Linked DNA regions of Pan troglodytes: region 2 is linked to region 1. A link is a contact called in public Hi-C data. All regions are on one chromosome and are shown on one strand. The core of a region is the stretch at or near the end of the contact, and the rest is flanking DNA. Distances in the headings are between cores, read along the strand shown. Region 1 holds the start of CABLES1 (Cdk5 and Abl enzyme substrate 1). Region 2 overlaps TMEM241 (transmembrane protein 241).

Region 1 (3,990 bases), core at 725-3,224:
AGGCGGGCCTGTTCTTCCCCCATTTGTCCATTGCGGGAGGAAGTTAAGTTTTCCCATAGGCACCTTCTTACTTGGGCCAGATCAAGCTTTCAGATAAGCATGATAGGAGAGAGAAATTCTAGCAGAGAAAGTCATTCTTTCCCAGAAGGGATAACTGAGGCCCCAAGAAGTTAAAACAACTTTGTCAAGGTAGGGTCTATGCTATTGCCAACTTCACAAGAGGCCTTATTAACCAACAAGGGAGGGCACTCCCTAGGAACGGATCTGCATTTCCCCACCTGTTCCCGCCTACTCGCCTACTTCTTTTGCAAGCTTCAGTTCACACAGTCCCAACCTCCGACTGCCCCTTAGAATAATACATGGTAACAAACTCTATTTCCTGAACAATAAGCAAACGTCCAGCGTTTCATGTTTTTGCTAAGACGCCTAATGCCGCCAGATAACTTCAGCTAACAAACAAGTAAAACAAGCGTTTAACGAACTCAAGCAAATTCATCTTGGAATAGGAAAAAAAACCCTCAAGCCCTATTTCCTCTTTGTTACCCACCCCCCTAGGCCTAGTTGGAGGCAATGTAAGAAGGGCTTTCCATTGCTCAGGAAAGCAAATGGAAAAAGCCAAGTTTCCCCGGGCCGCAAGAAGACTTGGAGCGCAGGCAAGAACTTCTCCGGAGGGTCACGCGTGTCTGCTACAAGTTCAGGCTCACACGCGCCGCTCAGCTGCCGGCCTGCACTGCTCCACTCTGCGCCCGGCCGAGTCTCGCCCCACGCGGGGAGAGTGCGCCTCCGGGTCTGGACCGGGTTTCAGGAAGTTTGTGATCTCGTGTGGGGAGGCTCGGACGCCGCTTTCTACTGGGCTCCTGCAACTCCCAATTCCCGACCCACTGCACAAGCACGGTGCTCCTCTGCGAATGCTGGGCTCGTGCAAACACGTGTAACCCCGCACTCCCTGGGGACGCCCCCTCTTTTGGGTGCCCTCGTGGTTTGGGATTCGGGCCCGGAGCACAGGATCCGGCAGGGCGCGGGAAAATGGGAGCAACCCGTGTCCCGTAGCCCAGAGACCGCGGGGAGGCTGGGAGCGCCGGGCGCCGGGAGGGACGCAGGGTTGGGTGCGCGTCGCATCCCGGATACTCACCGGGACCTCTGCAGCTGCTCGAAGGCGCTGGTGCTGCCGCCCTGGCCTGGCTGCTCCAGGGAGCAGTAGTTCTGCGAAGTCGGCCTGGAGAAGGCGATGGGCAGGATTCCCTGAGTGAACGAGTTGAGGCGTCCCCGACTGCCGCTCCCACTCCCGGGAGTCCCGGAGCTCAAAAAGGCGGCCGCCGGCACCTGCACGCTGATAAAGGCATCGTCCTCCTCCAACTCCTCCTGCCCGGCGGTCCCGGACCCGTCGAGCAGCTGCAGTTGGGCACAGGCGGCGAGAGGCGCCGGCCGGGGCGGCTGCCACTGCTCCCCCGACGCCCGGCCGGCGCCCAGGGGACTCGCGAACCCCCGCGCCACCCCGGGGCCGGACACGGTCGCATGGCCGCCAGGAATCAAGGGCGGCAGCGACGAGAGCTGTGGGAGGCAGGGGCCGGACCCAGCGGCTAACCCCGCAGCCGGCGTGCCCGGCGCGGCGAGCGCGATGCAGCCGCCCCGCTCGGCAGCGGCGAGCAAGCTGAACCGAGTCCTCGCGCCGCAGGCGCCGCCGGCGCCCGGCTTGGCCGCGCCGCCCTCCTCGCCACCGCCCCACTCCGCGTCCTGCGGCGGCAGCCGGCCGTCCAGCGAGATGTTGGTGAGGAAGGAGAGGGCAGCCTGGCGGCGCCGCGGGTCCATGCGCGGCTTCCGGGGGGGTTCGGGCGGCGGCTGGGCCGGCGCGGCGGCCGCGGGCTGAGGCTGGGGCTGCGGCGGCGGCTGCTGCAATCCGCTGGCGCCCGCGGCGTCGGTGCCGGCGCTGCCGCTGCTGCAGGCGGCCGTGGTGGCGGCCGCCGCCGCCGCCATTGTGTCCGTCTGCGGCGGGATTTCCGCGATGCCCGGAGAAGCGAGCGGCGCCCAAGCGCTAAGCGGCGGGCGCGAGCGGCGGCGACCCGGGCTGGGTAGGGCGCGGGGATCGGGCGGCGTGCGCGGCGGTCCAGCCCCCCCGCGGGCGGGCCATGCTCGCCCCTCGGTGCTCGGGATGGGGGCGCCGCCGCCCCGGCCCACGCGCACGCCTCACTGCCTAGCTCGGCTAGTTCGGCTCGCTGGCTGGCCGCCCGCCGGTCGCCTGGCCGCTGGCTCGCGGGCTCCGGGGCCGGGTGTCCGTATTTATAGGTGCGCGCGCCCCGCGCTCGCGCTCCAAAGCCCTCTTTGCAATAACACGGAATCACGTGTGGGGAATGCGACCTGGGAGGAAAACAAAGCCGCAGGCGGCGGCCGCAGAGGCAGGCGGCGGGAGGCAAGGGGCCACGGGAGGAGGAAGAGGAGGACGCGAGAGCCGAGCGGGTGGCGGGGCGGGGGATCGGCCCGACTGTCCGGGTTGTCGGAGCTGCCTGCTGGGAGAGTTGGCAACTCCCGGGGCGCGCGGAAGCCAGGTGCGGGAGGCGAGCACGTTTCCCCCGCGCGCTCGCACTGGGAATTGGGGGAGCGAGCAGAACCCAGTGGGTTAGGTCCTGGGGCTGTGCTCCTGGGAGAGTTGTGGGTCTACAGGACGGTTATGTGGAGCGTTGCAGAGTTTTGGACTGCGAGCGAGTTACTTGGACCCCGCAAGGCCGTTGGTCCTCAAGAAGTAAATAGATCCTTTTCATAATAACACGGGTAAGTCCACAGCCCCTATGGAGACTGTCCCACCGTAAAGCTATCGCTAACAACCATTGCAGTTGGGTCTTACTCATTCCCAGGCCAAGGATGCAGCCCCCGGGATAAATGCACGCCTTGGGATGCATAAGAGCCCAGAAGCACGAACATCTTCCATGTGGCCAACGAACTCACGCATCCCCAATCCATGGTATTGTCACTTTTCATCTCTCTCTTAGCAAAGGACAACGCAAATTTTTTACTTTGGCTCTGAAATGTGCTCCATTTTCTGTGAAGACCGAGGTGGGCTAAAATGACCTTACACTCTTTTCCCCTGGTCACCTTGCAAATTTTTGTAGATTATTATCTCTTCTCCCGCATAAACTGGGACCAATGTGGACAGTTACCCTGTCGTTTATCTCATAAGCACGTTTGGCACCTACCATGTCTTCTGTAAATACGGGTTCCTGACGACCCTCCCAGAGCAATAGCTCTGAATCTGGGAGGAGTCGCAGTCCCCACCCACAACGAATGCTTGTTTTGGTTGGGGGTGGGAGCGGGGGCGGGGACAGGGTGGAGGAGTTCACCTGGAGGGATCTGAAAACGTGTGCGGGTTTCCCTAGGCGGTATGGGCAACTTAACAAATGCAGTAAGGAACAATTGCCACACTGAATTAAGCTCTGTGACACCTAAGAAACCTGCTGCACTTTTGAGGGAGAAGCAATGTGTTTCAGATCAACGGATTAATTTAATTAAAGGTTTAAATTTAGCCCTGGAGCTAATGGGTAACTCTACATTGAAATTCCACTCCATTTCAAGTTCAGGAAAGTAAATTGAGTAATGGAGAGCAAATACACCGTCCAGAGAGGTGCCGCCAACCCGGAGTGCCAGACAGAGGGTTTCAGGTTACATTTGCTCAGGACAGAGATGGCACGTGGCCCTTTACATGAACAATTGTTGTTATATTTTATTTTGTGCTGTTTTTAGGCCTTTTGAAAACATGGAGCCTGGTGTCTGTTTACAGCAGCCTCACGTCAGTGGAGTCAAAGCTCAATGGCCAGCTCTGTGAAATTTCACCAGGATTTTAATTATTTTGGCTAACTACCTTGAAACTTCCAAGCCCTTTTATGACAATTGACTTAATTTACATGACCACTGGCCTGGTTGGGAGGCAGTGTTAAGTGAAAGACTCCAACGGTGCTCCTGTAAAATATATTTTCCATCATTCAAAAATGATAAATGTTA
Region 2 (4,405 bases), core at 1,481-3,980, 220 kb before region 1:
CGTCTCCTGCAGGATGGGGGATGGGTCTGCAGTGGGCAACCCAGGGCATTGTGGAGCCTGTTGGATTCATCAGAGAGAGTCCTGGGACACTGCTCTTGAAGGACTCTTCTCTGCAACTTCGATTTGTTGAAGTTTCCTGCCAGCTGAGGTGGTGTCATTGCAGAGGCCAGGTACAGAAAGTCGGGCTTATAAGAAGGGTTTTGCTGGGCCGTGGCACTGCTGAAGTGGCTGTGGGCTCCCTTGCTGTAAGGGAGCAGGACTACTCTTACAGGGTGGCTCCAATTCCTGCCAATTCATTCATTAGCTTTCTGATTGGACCAAGTCTAGCCCACTTCAAGGTAGAACAGAACTTTATTCTTTTTCACTTGCTTATTACACTTGCTATCTAGAACGTCTGCAGTGGGGCCTGAGTGTGTGTTGGATGAGCTGTCTTCCTGGTTCCCTGCTGCTCCAGTTAAGACACAGTCACAGTCAGTCTCCATAGGGACAGTCTTGGAAGAATCCGTTCATACTTTCTGACATTTTACAGCAGGGCTCAATTCTTTTTGGTTTCTTCTTACCCCTTCTTTTTTTCTATTTTTCTTTTTTTTTTTGAGACAGAGTCTCGAACTCTCTTGCCCAGGCTGTAGTACAGTGGCACAATCTCTGCTCACTGCAACCTCTGCCTCCTGGGTTCAAGTGATTCTCCTGTGTCAGCCTCCCAAGTAGCTAGGATTACAGATGCCCGCCACCACACCCAGCTAATTTTTGTATTTTTAGTAGAGACGGGGTTCCACCATGTTGGTCAGGCTGGTCTTGAACCCTTGACCTCAAGTGATCCACCCGCCTTGGCCTCCCAAAGTGCTAGGATTACAGGCGTGAGCTGCTGCACCCGGCCCCTTCTTTTATTACCTGTATCTTAGTTATTTGGTAGTACTTTAAAAACATTTTTAAATTGATATGTAATTTACATATATGAAATATACATGTTAAATGTATAGCTCGATCAATTTTGGCAAATCTACACACCTGCGTAACTTATACCCTATCAAGATATAAAACATTTCTGTCACTGCAGAAAGCTTCCTAGTCACTCCCTCTCCACACCATGAGACCTCTATGGATCTGATGTCTGTTACCATAGATAAGTTCTGTCTATTCTCAAGCTGTTATAAATGGAATCATCAGTACTTTTTGTGTCTGGCTCATGCAGCACAATGTTTAGAGATTCATTCATGTTGTTGCGTATATCATGAGTTTGTTCCTTTTTCTTGCTGGTAGGGTTCCATTGTATGCATATACCACGTTTGTTTCTCCATTTACCTGTTGATGCTCACCTGGGCTGTTCCCAGCTTGAGGCTGCTCTGAACATTCTCATACCAGCCTTTTTGTGGACTTATGTTTTCACGTCTCTTGGATGAACATTTCAGAATAGGATTACTGGGTCTTAGAGTAGATGTATGTTTCACTTTCTAAGAAAGGATGTTTTCCAAAGTGTTTGTACCATTTTCCATTCCCACCCAGCAGTATGTGAGAGTTCCAGTTGCTCCACATCCTTACCAGCATTTAACATTGTCAGTCCTATTTTAACTCTTCTAGAGGGTGTGTGAGGGCTTCTGGATAGTGCTTTTGACTGAGCTTCCCTCCTCACTCACTCCTGAGTGATTGGAAGGAGGAGCTCTCTTGCAGGTGCACCTTTGGAGTGCGCTGGCAGCGGTGATGGGACCCAGGCAGACAGTTCTTCATGCCCTCAGCATGGGCCCCACCACAGAGTTTGCTCCGGGAATCTCAGAACCTTCCTTGAGAAGAGGATCACCTTTCCCCCTTGCACTCTTTTAAGTATAGTAGAGGAAATTTCCCCTGTTAAAGAGTTTATACTTCCTATTTGTATGGGGCCCCTTAGCTGTGGTGTTCAACAGAGCTCTAGAGAATTTCACGGAACAAGAGGAGCAGGGAGACTCAGGAATCTGACCCAGAAACAACCTTGTTACCTGGTGTGTCTGTGGCTCATGTGTGAGACAGAGCAAGCAGCACTAATTACTGCTTGGAACCGACCTCCTGTTTTCCTGCCAGTTTTGAGGGCGAGAACATGAGAGGAAATTTTCTTCACGTTCAAATATCAGTTAGTCTTGAATGTGGTAATATTGTGTCACACTTTTCACCATGGCAATTTCATGCTTTGTAATCTTTAGAAAGATGGGATTCACTCGCTCACTCAGAGTCAGCAGAATTGTAACTGCAGAACACAACAGTGAGGGCCTAACTCGGACTCCATTGCATAAGCCGCGTGTTGCTGTAGCAAAACAAGTTTACAACTCTTTTTTTTTTTTTTTTTTTTTTTTTTGAGATGGAGTCTCACTCTGTCGCCCAGGCTGGAGTGCAGTGGGACAATCTCGGCTCACTGCAACCTCTGCCTCCCAGATTCAAGCAATTCTCTGCCTCAGCCTCCTGAGTAGCTGGGATTACAGGCACCCGCCACCACGCCCAGCTAACTTTTGTATTTTTAGTAGAGATGGGGTTTCACCATCTTAGCCAGGCTGGTCTTGAACTCCTGACCTCGTGATTCACCCACCTCAGCCTCCCAAAGTGCTGGGATTACAGGCGTCAGCCACCGCGCCCAGCCTTGTTTACAACTCTTTAGCCACTTGATTTGTGCTTAAGCCGTGTAGTTCAGCACTAGATGGTGCAGGAGTGTTGTTTTGCAGCAGACTCCTGGATCGAGTTTGCATGTGGCTGGGGCCAGCCAGCCACACGCTGCAACCTCTTCCGGGGGTATTTATAGCACAGTCACTAACATTTGCTGTTCCTGGGTTGCCGTGCACCCTCTCTGCTTAGGAGTACTACTTTAGCAAAAGAGAAGGCAGGTGGAAGGCATCGAAGGGGAATATTTGAGGTCAGCTTGAAATTGAGGACCACAGAGCCAGCTGGAAACTAGAACATTAGCTCTAGGGAAGGCAAGAGATGATCAGGTCTTTCCAATACTCTTGGTTTGGTAGTGCTTGCTGTGTGCTGGGTATATTGGTTATGGTGCTGACACACAGTGGGTGCAGGGGTGAGGAAAATAGCATCCCCACTCTCAAGGACTTGCTAATTCTAGGAGGAGGGACAGGTGTGAAGTCAGCTAAGTGGTATGTGAGAAACCAATGTGTGATGGTTTTAGAAATGGCTCAAAGGTAAGGGCTAGCTATTCTTATTTTCTCTCTCTCATTATGGGGTCAGTTTTCAGGATTTGGGTGGGGGTTATGATTTCCCGAGGACTGTGTTTTTCTTTTCTTTCTTTCTTTTCCTCCCTCCTAGTCTTCCTCTGACCACACTTCTGCTCTTTAGACCCCCTCCAAAGCCTGGGCTGGGCTGTAAAAGCTGCCACGCGCCATGAGTCCTGTTCACCCTGCTGGAGCATTTCTGATGAAAGACTGGGTGCTGAGAGGGGTGAAGCCTGAGAGGACTCAAGGTCCTAGGTTTCATTCGTCTCCCTCTCCGCCGTTCCTCATTATCACATTGGCTGCGCTGCAGTTCCTCTCACACTGAGAAGGAAATTGGGAAAGGGCCAAGAGCACACAGCTGCCAAAGAGACGGAAAGAATTCTCCATGGACGTGGACAGACTCTCCCTCCACTTTGCCTGAATGGAGGGCTCTGGCCACTCTCTAGGTCTGGGGTCCCTAAGGCACCCTTGCCTATCACTTCTGTGGGGAAAGGGACTTCAGAATATATCCACGCTCTTCGCACACTAAATGACAACTGATGTTGTCATTTACAAATTCCCTCTACCAACACAGTTTGACAGTAGAGCTATTCAGAGGAATCGTGGCTGAAAGAGAACAAGAAATCTTGTTGGGCTTCGTGAAAACCAGATCCCAAGAAATCCCTTCCTTGTAGTTAAACACACACTCACTCGCAGAAACAACACAAAGAAAATAACAGTCATAATTTTAAAAAACCCTCCAAAGAAATTGAACTCAGAACTTTCCTTACCAATAAATAGTTGAATCATTTGAGATCGTTTGGGTCTCCAAGAAAGCATAGGAACCCATCGTGTCTTTTGATCTGAAACCCTTGATTAATAGCGTAGTGGTGAAAGAAATGCTGCCTGTGTGTTCCACTGTACACTTAATATACTAGCAATACTTAGGAAAATCAGCCCTCTCCCCCCAGGCCCCCAGAACTGAGAGACAGGCCAAGGCCCAGGGGTCTGGAAGACCAGGCTCTCCAAGGGGTTCAGAAATTCCAGATTTGGAAGACTCAAGCTATCTGCTGTGGAAATGCTTAATTCCTTTTCTCCGGACATTTTTGGAAGGCTTTCTGCTTTTTTAATCTCCTGACTTCTTGTTTGTGACCAAGTTCAAATTCCAGAGAGGGAAGCAGCCAATATGTGTGATTATTTCCTCTTGCACCAAGTGGAACTAAAAGAATGAACTTACTTCACAA

What was found. Hi-C and Micro-C count contacts between places; a contact is called where the count stands out from the background.
Region 2: a contact with region 1 is called in a Hi-C map of a lymphoblastoid cell line, with 2.9 times the contacts expected there. The contact joins the enhancer-like site here to the promoter of CABLES1 in region 1. A contact is called at or near these places in 1 of 7 Hi-C or Micro-C datasets (a lymphoblastoid cell line) and 1 of 1 datasets of contacts at active chromatin or transcription factors (stem cell-derived excitatory neurons).

Annotation. Positions count from the first base shown.
Region 1 is chr17:32,980,723-32,984,712 of NHGRI_mPanTro3-v2.0_pri, reverse strand. CABLES1 (Cdk5 and Abl enzyme substrate 1) reads right to left here and starts at 1,974. Exons shown (of 10, transcript XM_016933439.3): 1 at 1,133-1,974. The coding sequence starts at 1,974.
Region 2 is chr17:33,203,951-33,208,355 of NHGRI_mPanTro3-v2.0_pri, reverse strand. All of the region lies in intron 11 of TMEM241 (transmembrane protein 241), which reads left to right. Among named protein-coding and RNA genes, the nearest start is that of TMEM241, 78 kb to the left of the region's middle. Within about 2 kb of position 2,730, at least 9 of the 24 cell types and tissues checked have an H3K27ac peak or open chromatin away from gene starts, as enhancers often do. A contact at or near this core is called in a lymphoblastoid cell line, where this site is marked.